Regions from separate parts of the Mus musculus genome. Here region 2 is linked to region 1. Evidence: chromatin contacts called from public HiChIP or PLAC-seq data. All regions are on one chromosome and are shown on one strand. Each heading gives the region's core, a stretch centred on a gene start, on an enhancer-like site or on the middle of the called end of the contact. The rest is flanking DNA. Distances are from core to core; before and after follow the strand shown. Region 1 overlaps Atp10b (ATPase, class V, type 10B). Region 2 has its middle 29 kb from the start of Mir146.

The links. HiChIP or PLAC-seq counts read pairs in DNA pulled down with a chosen protein or histone mark.
Region 2: a RAD21 HiChIP or PLAC-seq map of pro-B cells shows a contact between it and region 1, with 8 times the contacts expected there. The contact joins two enhancer-like sites. A contact is called at or near these places in 1 of 15 datasets of contacts at CTCF or cohesin (pro-B cells), 1 of 484 Hi-C or Micro-C datasets (B cells) and 2 of 115 datasets of contacts at active chromatin or transcription factors (large pre-B cells and pancreatic cancer cells).

What each region holds. Positions count from the first base shown.
Region 1 is chr11:43,171,603-43,176,534 of GRCm38.p6, reverse strand. Atp10b (ATPase, class V, type 10B) reads right to left here. Exons shown (of 23, transcript NM_176999.3): 4 at 3,621-3,825. Among named protein-coding and RNA genes, the nearest start is that of Atp10b, 24 kb to the right of the region's middle. Within about 2 kb of position 1,879, at least 37 of the 459 cell types and tissues checked have an H3K27ac peak or open chromatin away from gene starts, as enhancers often do. A contact at or near this core is called in pancreatic cancer cells and pro-B cells, where this site is marked.
Region 2 is chr11:43,342,710-43,347,376 of GRCm38.p6, reverse strand. No RefSeq gene overlaps it. Among named protein-coding and RNA genes, the nearest start is that of Mir146, 29 kb to the left of the region's middle. Within about 2 kb of position 2,321, at least 45 of the 459 cell types and tissues checked have an H3K27ac peak or open chromatin away from gene starts, as enhancers often do. A contact at or near this core is called in pancreatic cancer cells and pro-B cells, where this site is marked.

The DNA.
Region 1 (4,932 bases), core at 630-3,129:
TTTCCGTTGTTTCAGTTTTCAAGACGTTGTCAGTGAGTTTATGTCAAGAATATGTGGGGGAACATTTTCAAGGTATTCCTACTTAGGGCATTGTTGCACTGTGGCATGGGAAAGGGTAGGGGTGTTTGGGAAAGCTCCCGAGGGACAGTGATGGTGCATTCTGAGTGCTCACTGTGTATCTGCAGCAAGTCTTTAAGTAGTGATCCCATCCTTCCAAAATGTCAGTTATGGGATCTGTTCCTTGGAATAAAAGATTTCTGTGCTGAAATATTTAGGAAGCTACACATTCCTTCGTCTCCTTAGGGCTTATTAAAGGATCAGAGAAGTCCTACAGGATACAGAATTTAAAACATGTTTACTATTATCTTTGGTCTTATTTTTCTGCGCAGTGTTCTCCTCCCTTGCAACTCTCATCTATATCTTTGTTCAATACACTGGGGGAAACTCTGTGGTACCGCATTAGCTAATAGTGAATTCTGTGCATATCCTGAAACCTTAGGCATTAAAGATAATAGGAAGAAACAGGGAGCCGGGAGCAGCCAAGACACCCTCTGTCCAGAGAGTGGGCTGGGATTCAATCCTTTAATCCTGCTGCTTTGTTCTTCCAGCAACCTGCTACTTAATTCTGGAAAGACTCTGTAAATGATAAATAAGTGCCTTTCCTATGCACCTCGCTGTAAATGCAAGGTAACAGCTTAAAGGGCCAGGCATGTGAGCTACCATAGACTTGAAGAACAGACGTGGTTTTGAATTCTGGCTCCAACTCTACAGCCTCAGTGACTGTGGGTGAGAGACATGACTTCTCTATGGCCTAGGTTACACATTTGTAAGATGAGAATGGTAATGCTGTCCATCTGTTGGGCTGTTGTGGATAAGTCAATCATACAAAGCTCTTAGCATGGACTCAAGCTAATTATTGTTATTAGTGAATCATAGACACTCTTGAGCAGAGGAAAATCAGGATAAGGACAAAGAGCTCTAGAAGCCCACTCAGTAAGCCTCCTTTTCACAAATGGATGTACATTTTTAAGAAATGCCAAGTACCCCGCGAGAATTCGGAGTGAGAATTTGAAATGTTTATTGAATTGAATTGTCATGGTGCTGGAGTATGAGGAGTCTTTCACCTAACTTCCCTTTAGTTAAACCCCAAAGAATCTGATTGATAGACAAGAAACAGTCTGGAGCTTCGGCAAAAGGAAGAAGAAAAGTCAGTGGCTGAAATGCAATAGCTTTGAAACGAGAGAGGAAATAAGATTCAAAACTAAGTGAGAATGAAGTCAGAGGGGTTAAAACGGAGATGGCTATGCAAACAGAGCTTTATCATTTCCAGGACTTAAATGAAAAGGAATAGAAATAAAACCAAGTCTAAGAGATCCTCACCTGACTTCAGGCTAAGGTGTCAGATTCACCTGTGTGCATGTAGTGGGTGTGTAGAATGTGTAAACTTTACTGTAAGTATCAGTTAAAAAGGTTTCTCAGCAAGGAAGTAGGTTCCAGGGCCCCAAGTCCAGATCTAGATTACTCCTGCCTGCCTTGAAGGACTTTGTGACCGTACACCAGACTTTTGTCTTCCTCTTTATAGACAGTAAAGTGACTCAGTGAATGGGGGAGGGACAAGCCAAGGAACAGAACACTCCGAGGCCCAGCCAGATCAGTGGGGCTTGGAGACCAAGAGCTCAGTGAGTGATGCTGTGATGGTGTGGTGAAGGCGTGTTCCTGTTCTGATGGCCACAGAGACCACTTATTGTGTCTGCAGCAGGCACCAAGCTCTTATTTTGCTCCTATTTCCTTATTTCCATTCATTCTCACACAAAGCTATGGGGTTTCTGTAAACCTTCCTGCCCACAAGTGGAGAGGAAGGAGCAGACTTATGACGGCTGTCAATCACATAGGAAGCATTTGAGACACGCCCATCAGGTACTGTGGAGGAGGCAGGCTGAGTCAGAGTATACTGTTTCATTTTGAGAAGTGATACAGACCACAGAACCACAGCTCATGAGACCCTCGGGGGAGTAAAGCATTTGCTTCCTTTCTCTCAAGTCCCCTGACTCATTTAATTCCTCCATAGCCTAAAGCTGGCAGAATTTAAAAAAAGAAAAAAAGGACAGAAACCTTTCTTTAGAGAGAGGTTGGAAATCAAGCTATATAAAGAGAATTGTAATTGAAAACCAGAATATCACACCCAATTAGCCAACACAAACTGCTTATGAAAATCATTGATATTAATAGCACCCTACTTACTAGTCTCTCTCAGTGTTCTGTCCCTGCTAAGCAATCAGGTCTATACCATTTCGTCTTTAGAGTTACTCCAAGGGAAAGGTATTATTTTGCCTTTTTTTCATGATAAAGGAGCTAAAGTATGGGAGAGTGATAACTTCTGTAAAACGCAGCTTATCCATGTCAGAACGTAGTAGTTAAGTCCAGTTTTGTCAAAACCTAGTTTCAGAACTGGTCACCACCAAACTCTCTGTGTTTCCTCTACCATCCCACACTGCTGGTTAAGTGTGAGGAATTAACAAAGCTATCAACAATGGCTGACCTAGGAGAGGCTTAGGGCTGTCAATGAGGTAGGTTCCCAAAAGGGAAAAGTGGGAACTGGGACACAGCTCAGTTGGCTAAGTGCTTGACGTGAAAGCATGAGGAGTTGTTTGATTCTCAGAACCATCTTTAAAAAGTTCAACATGGTATGTGCTTGTAATCCCAGTGCTGGAGAGCTGGAGTCAGGTGGGTCCCTGGAGCTCTCCAGCTAGCCAGCATAGCCTATACAGTAAGCTAGCCAGCATAGCCTATACAGTAAGCTAGCCAGCATAGCCTATACAGTAAGCTAGCCAGCATAGCCTATACAGTAAGCTAGCCAGCATAGCCTATACAGTAAGCTAGCCAGCATAGCCTATACAGTAAGCTAGCCAGCATAGCCTATACAGTAAGCTAGCCAGCATAGCCTATACAGTAAGCTAGCCAGCATAGCCTATACAGTAAGCTAGCCAGCATAGTCTATACAGTAAGCTAGCCAGCATAGCCTATACAGTAAGCTAGCCAGCATAGCCTATACATTAAGCTCCACATACATGAGACCCTGTTTCAGTAAATAGGTGGAAGGTTTCTGAGGACACATGATATCAAATGCTTATGCAAACAGGCATTTGTATATATTCATATTGGAACACACACACACACACACACACACACACACACACACACACACCAGGAAGAATGGGGAATAACAACTACTACTTTGCTGTAGTTACGGAAGACCCAAAGGAAGATATGTGCTCAGATCTGATCTGGGCAGGGTTGGCTGAGAACAGAGGTTGGTTGCATTCTTAGCCAAGCAGTTGTAGGACTTAGTTTTCAATACAAAGTAGGTTTTCCTGGAGTACAGTTAGTCATCACTTATGAACTCAGTCCTTCAGCAGAATACAGACATTTTTTTTTTTTAGTCTCAGTTTCTTCATCTGTGATATGGGCATGATAGCTACCCAGAAGGTTGCTGGGAGGGCTGAATTTCTAAAGAGGCATCTGCTTCTCTTTCTTCCTGCCAGTGTAGGTCCAGCATTCCAAGAGACACACTTGCTTCTTGCCTCTGATCTCCCAATGGAAGGATACATAGAAGCACTTACCGGCTGTGAGAAGCCCTTCACGACACGCCTCTGCTTGAGGTTGGTCTCTCCATCCAAGTTGGCAGTTTCCAGATGGCAGACCCCACTGGGGTCTGAGGAGAAGAGAAGGAGAATGTCTGCTGGGACAATCTCATTGCACTGCATCTGGACAAAGTCTCCCACACGCACATCCTGCCAGCGCTTCAGCATGTAGCGTTGTTCTTTTCTAGGGTGCAAGAAAAACAGACGTCTCAGTAAGACTCCCCAGTGCCGTGCCTTACTTTAGATGCCAACTTGCTGCAGTCTAAAAACCACCAGGGAAGTGTCTCCATTAAGGAAATGGGTAGACCAGGTTGGTCCAGTCCAATGTGGATGGCATTCTTCAAGGGTTGATGGGGGGTCCTCAGTGGTATAAGAGTAGAGGAGGCAGACTGAGTATAAACTAGAGAGTGAGTGATCAAGCAAGTATGCATCTAGGAATTAATTTTCTCTCTGCTCTTGGCCTTGATGTTCTGGCAGTAATACCCTGTATCCTGGACTTGTAAGCCAAATAAAATTCTTCCTCCCCTAAGTTATTTTTGGTCATGGTTTATAAAGTCCCACTCGTAAAAGGTCTATTCCTTTGATTATTTAGAATTTTAAGCGATTCCCAAGTGTTGACCAGGTGTTGATCTGCACCTTTCTTTCCTGGGTGGAAGAATACTTTAAGGAGATGTTAACTGTGGTATTATACTGCATGGCTAATTATCACATAAGAAAGCAAAGGTACAAAGACCTGAGATAGAGAAAGGACTGTTCTCAATTACTGGGAGCAGAGAGGCAGTAAAAGTGAAGATACTGATCATTAAGAAACTTTGTGTCTGTAACTCCTTCCATGGGTATTTTGTTCCCTATTCTTAGGAGGAATGAAGTATCCACACGTTGGTCTTCCTTCTTCTTGATTTTCTTGTGTTTTGCAAATTGTATCTTGGTTATTCTAAGTTTCTGGGCTAATATCCACTTATCATTGAGTACATATGAAGTGACTTCTTTTGTAATTGGGTTACCTCACTTAGGATGATATCCTCTAGATACATCCATTTGCCCAAGAATTTCATAAATTCATTGTTTTTAATAGCTGAGTAGTACTCCATTGTGTAAATGTACCACATTTTCTGTATCCATTCTTCTGTTGAGGGACATCTGGGTTCTTTCCAGGTTCTGGCTATTATAATTAAGGCTGCTATGAACATAGTGGAGCATGTGTCCTATCCCACCCGGGATCCATCCCATAACCAGCCACCAAATGCAGACACTATTACATATGCCAGCAAGATTTTGCTGAAAGGACTCT
Region 2 (4,667 bases), core at 1,072-3,571, 170 kb before region 1:
CTTATTCTGCATAGTGAGTTTCAGGACAGCCAGGGTGCTATGGAGTAAGGCCATGTCTCAAAGAAAGAAAGGAAGAAAGAAAGAAAGAAAGAAAGAAAGAAAGAAAGAAAGAAAGAAACAAACAAACAAAAAAACCAAGAGAAACAGCCAACCAATCAACCAACTAACCAGACAAAACAAAACTCAAACAAACAAAACACCCAAGCTTAAGTAAAACTTTCTCTCTCTCTCTCTCTCTCTCTCTCTCTCTCTCTCTCTCTCTCTCTCTCCTCTGGCAGCCTCAGTGTCTCAGGCTCACTGTCCCGGAATGCAGAGGGGAGGGGTTGGCACAAGGGAGATGAGTCCTTGCCTTGCCTGTGCTTGCTGCTGTCTAGCTCTGAGTGACCATTCTTCACGTTTCTCAGCTGCCTGGTTGACGGTAAGCGGCCACTTTCTGCCCCATTGCCATTTCACTTAGCAGGACATTGTAACTAAAGACTAACAGAGAGTAGCACCATTTCTCTCTTTAAAAATTACTTCCATCAAAGTAAATCCTTATTGTTGAAGACATGATGCATTTCAGAAACAGGCCCCGGAGGCCTCTGAGCTGGAGCTGACCTGAGCGGCCCGGCCTGAACACTAGCTTTCACGGAACCAGAAGGCACCATGCAAGTTTCCGAAGGAGGGAAGCGAGCAACAGTCCCATCTAACTATAACACGAATGAGCCGCATCAACAACCAGCATGGCGTGGTAACCCTAAGGGGGCAGTAGTGGCACACATGCCTTGGCAGTAACCATCAGGTCTCCAGTTGGATTTAAGACAAGTCCAAGGCTCAACAAGAAGGAATTCATGTCTAATACAGCTAACTACTAGCTAGCCTAATCTAGCTAAAGACTCAGTGCTGGTTAGAGTCTTGGTTAACTGGAGAAGAGTCTAGAACCATTAATTTACTAAACCAGCACACTCCCTAAAAATCGAAAAACATTTGTTCTTATACCTACAGGTAACTGTAGTCTTTACATCAAGGAAAGTGCTGTTTGGAACATATGGAGACCACTACAAAAAACCCTCAGCCAATCAAAGTGCAGGTTTGTGGACTCCAGTCCCTGTGGATACATCTACAAAATCCTCCCACGTGTAAGGCTGAGAGAGCATTGTGAAGAGGGGGCAGAAAGATTGCAAGAGCCAGGGGATCAGGGACTTTGATCTAAGATTGTGTCTCCTAGTAATATCAGAAGCTGTACTCATGAAGTCTCACCACTAAGACTGTCCAAGTGTGAGCTGAACAAGGATGGCACCAGTGGACATGACAGATTGGATAGGGGAAAGCCCATGAAGTCTCAGCCCCACATAAAGAGCTCTAGGCACCTGAATAAAGCAGAGAGTGGGATGGGGTGGACCTCCCCAGGGAAGAGCATACCAGATGGTTGCCAAGTGCCACACTGCCAGCCCTGTAAACACACATACAATTAATCAGACTAGCTAAACAGGTTGCATTCCTGAATACGTTCTATCTATCTATCTATCTATCTATCTATCTATCTATCTATCTATCTATCTATCTATCTATCAATCTATCTATCTATCTATCTATCTATCTATCTATCTATCTATCTATCTATCTATCTAATACATGTAATGACAATTAGTGAAAAAGAGGACATAGATTTGAGGGAGAGTGGGGAGGGCTTGGAGGTAGGAAAGGGAGGGGAGAAATGTAATTAAATTAAATAAAAAACATTGACCACTGTTTTTGTTTGTTTGTTTGTTTTGGATGGCATCAGCCCTGAACCTTTAACAAGTGCAGAGCATCCTGTGATAACTGACCCAGGCATCTATAATGGGCAGGTTCCTGTTGACCCCACCTGTGCCCTTCAGGTTACTCTCCTTGTCTTTGCTGGGGAAGAATTTTGATGTCTTTCAGATTATCTTTTCCAGCATTTCCATTGTTTAGCAAGGGGAGATGGCTTCTGAGCTCATATGAGATCTGCATGCGAACACAGGCTTTTGGAGCCACCTGCTCTGCTGGCTGCTCATCATAGAGTGTAGCTGGGAAGGAAAGACAAAGGGACCTCGAATTTCTCTGTGCGGGCCATTTACAGAACATTGGGGAAAATGCCTCTTGTTCACTATTTTGTGTTCGCTGTGTCTGTATTCTGTGCTTCAAGTATCCAAAATACTGTCCCCAGATAATAGCTTATATGGTACATTTGGTCTGGTCCTCTTTCCTGTGTCCCTAAACAGTTTAAACCCTCCATATCCTCTTCCTGTCCTAGTCCTGCCCCGCCTTTGTGTTCCCCCAGGACTATGTTTCCCAAGGGTGATTGCCACATCCTGACAGCTGCCCAGTCACAAGCTAAATATAAACCCTTCAGACAGCAAGTAAGCCCCTCTGGTTATCTGCTCCTTTGTGTAGCTTATTATCCTCCCAAATCAAACTCCAGAGGAGACTCACAGATCATGCATGCTGGGCAGGGCCGGTGGGGTGCGTGCGTCTGACTGGGTAAACCAAACAAACGAAAGCGTTGTGAGTCAGCTGTACCCTTTCAGCAGAGCGCCGGGTCTGCACTTCAGACAAACCCTCCAATCCTCAGACGTTGATTTTCAAAGCAAATTGCTGCATGTCGCATCAATACTGGGAGCAGATGTAATAGTCTGGTGAGCTGGCTGCATGCAGCCAAGTGCAGGGACATAGAATCAAGGGCAGAGAGTAGCTGGCACACTGAGGCTTGTATTATCTATATGGCTCTGCCTTCCTTACAGGACCATAGGAAATGGAGGCACGGTGGGCAGAGGAACCCAGGTCTCTGGTTGTCTTAGAGACTGCGAAGCCCAGGGCTATGTCTTTATAGTGACCCATGGTAAGGTCTGGGGCTGCATATGGCCTTCTGGCTGCGAGGATTCTTAACACAGAGGGCAGCTTGGGATCTCCAGGGGCTACAGGCTTAGTCAAGGCCAAAAGCTGTCATGCTGAAATAGCCAAGGCCTGAAGGAAAACAGATTTTTTTTTTTTCTTCCAGAAATTGGTGGTCTATTTCAAACCTTGTGTGCAAATGCTCAAGAAACAGGACCAAGGGAGGAATTAATGTTTGGAAAAGGCTCTGGGGTTGATGCCATTCTGCAATTTTTCTGTGCCTGGATTTCCCTCATGTTTCTCTAGAGGTTCACCTTCTTGGCCACTACATGTGGTCCCAGGACCTTGTTTCCTCTCACATTGTATTCTCTCTCCTAACGATATAACCCTAGCTAAGCCAAGCACTTCTTTCCACTCCTCCTCCTCCTCTTCCTCCCTCTCCTCCTCCTTTTTCTCCCCTCCTCTCCTCCTCCTCCTCCTCCTCCTCCTCCTCCTCCTCCTCCTCCTCCTCCTCCTCCTCCTCCTCCTCCCCCCTTTTTCTTACCCGAGACAAGAGCTCACTGTGTGTTACCTAACTAGCCTGGGGAAACTCAGTATGTAAACCAGGCTGACCTTGACCTGACCAATATCTTTCTGCCTCTGCTTCACAAGTGCTTCCATTAAAAGGAGTGTGCCTTTAGTCAGGCCCAACTTTCCCCTCTGTTTCCATGCATCACATTTAAATACAAAAGTCACGTCTGTTTCCTACCAGCTGCAAATGGAATACCTGACTTCACCATTTGGATGTCTTGAAATCAGCATTTTGAGAGTGAGCCTGCAATCACCCATCTGTGCTTTCTGATGTTTCTTACCTCATTGAACAGCAACCACAATGCAGTTAAATAAGTCAGAGACTTTGTCGAAATCTCGTATCTCTTCCCCGCTTGCAATGCTGTGCTTAGCCTTGCGTTGATTACTTGACTCAGACATATTTTTAACCTGCCCACCTTTCCCTTTTATGACTCTGACTCCTTCTGAAACTACTACCGTGTCTTGCTTGGACTAACAGATCAACTGCAACCCCTAATTCTTTTTCTTGAACTCACTATAGCTCCCAATTAACCAAAAATACCGTCCTCAAAAAGTGAGTTGAATTCTTTATTCGCCCTTTCTCTAGTGCTCCCAATCTGGTGTTCGCCTCTAGGTGACTCTGATAGTAGAGGATAGTGAGATTCCAACATTCTTATGCCCTTACTCTGTCTCTCTCTGTCTCTGTCTGTCTGTCTGTCTGTCTGTCTGTCTCTCTCTCTCTCACACACACACACACACACACACACACACACACACACTCTTATACTTTAGTCTTATTTGATATCTCCTCTCTCCACACCCTCCTGTAGTTTGCTCTTTTCAATGTAAGGACTTCACCCGTTTTCTTGGAAATGGCTTGTGAGAGATGAATTAGCTTTTACAACTCAGATGAGTCGGATGGAGCAAATAAACGTCTTCTGGCTCTTCAAGCTAACCAGTGGATGGGGCTGACGCTCCCGGGGACTGCTCTACACCAACAATCTGTGAGTCTGGAGCTGCAGCATTTCAGCAGAGGTGTACGTATAAACATTTCAAAGGGCATTTTACAGAGGAGGTGGGAAGAAGGTTCACAGTGATGGCTGTCTTTCTTTGTGGGATTGACTCTCTCTTTGTTCCTTGGCTGCTCTGTGATGGCAACTTAGAGGTCAGAGCTCAGCTTGCTGGTCATGGTTTGAACTTTTCTGGGGGCGGAGGGGGGGGGGGAATAAAAGTTGGAGGAATGAAGATCTCATTGTTTAACAGCAGACAGTAATGAAAGGCAA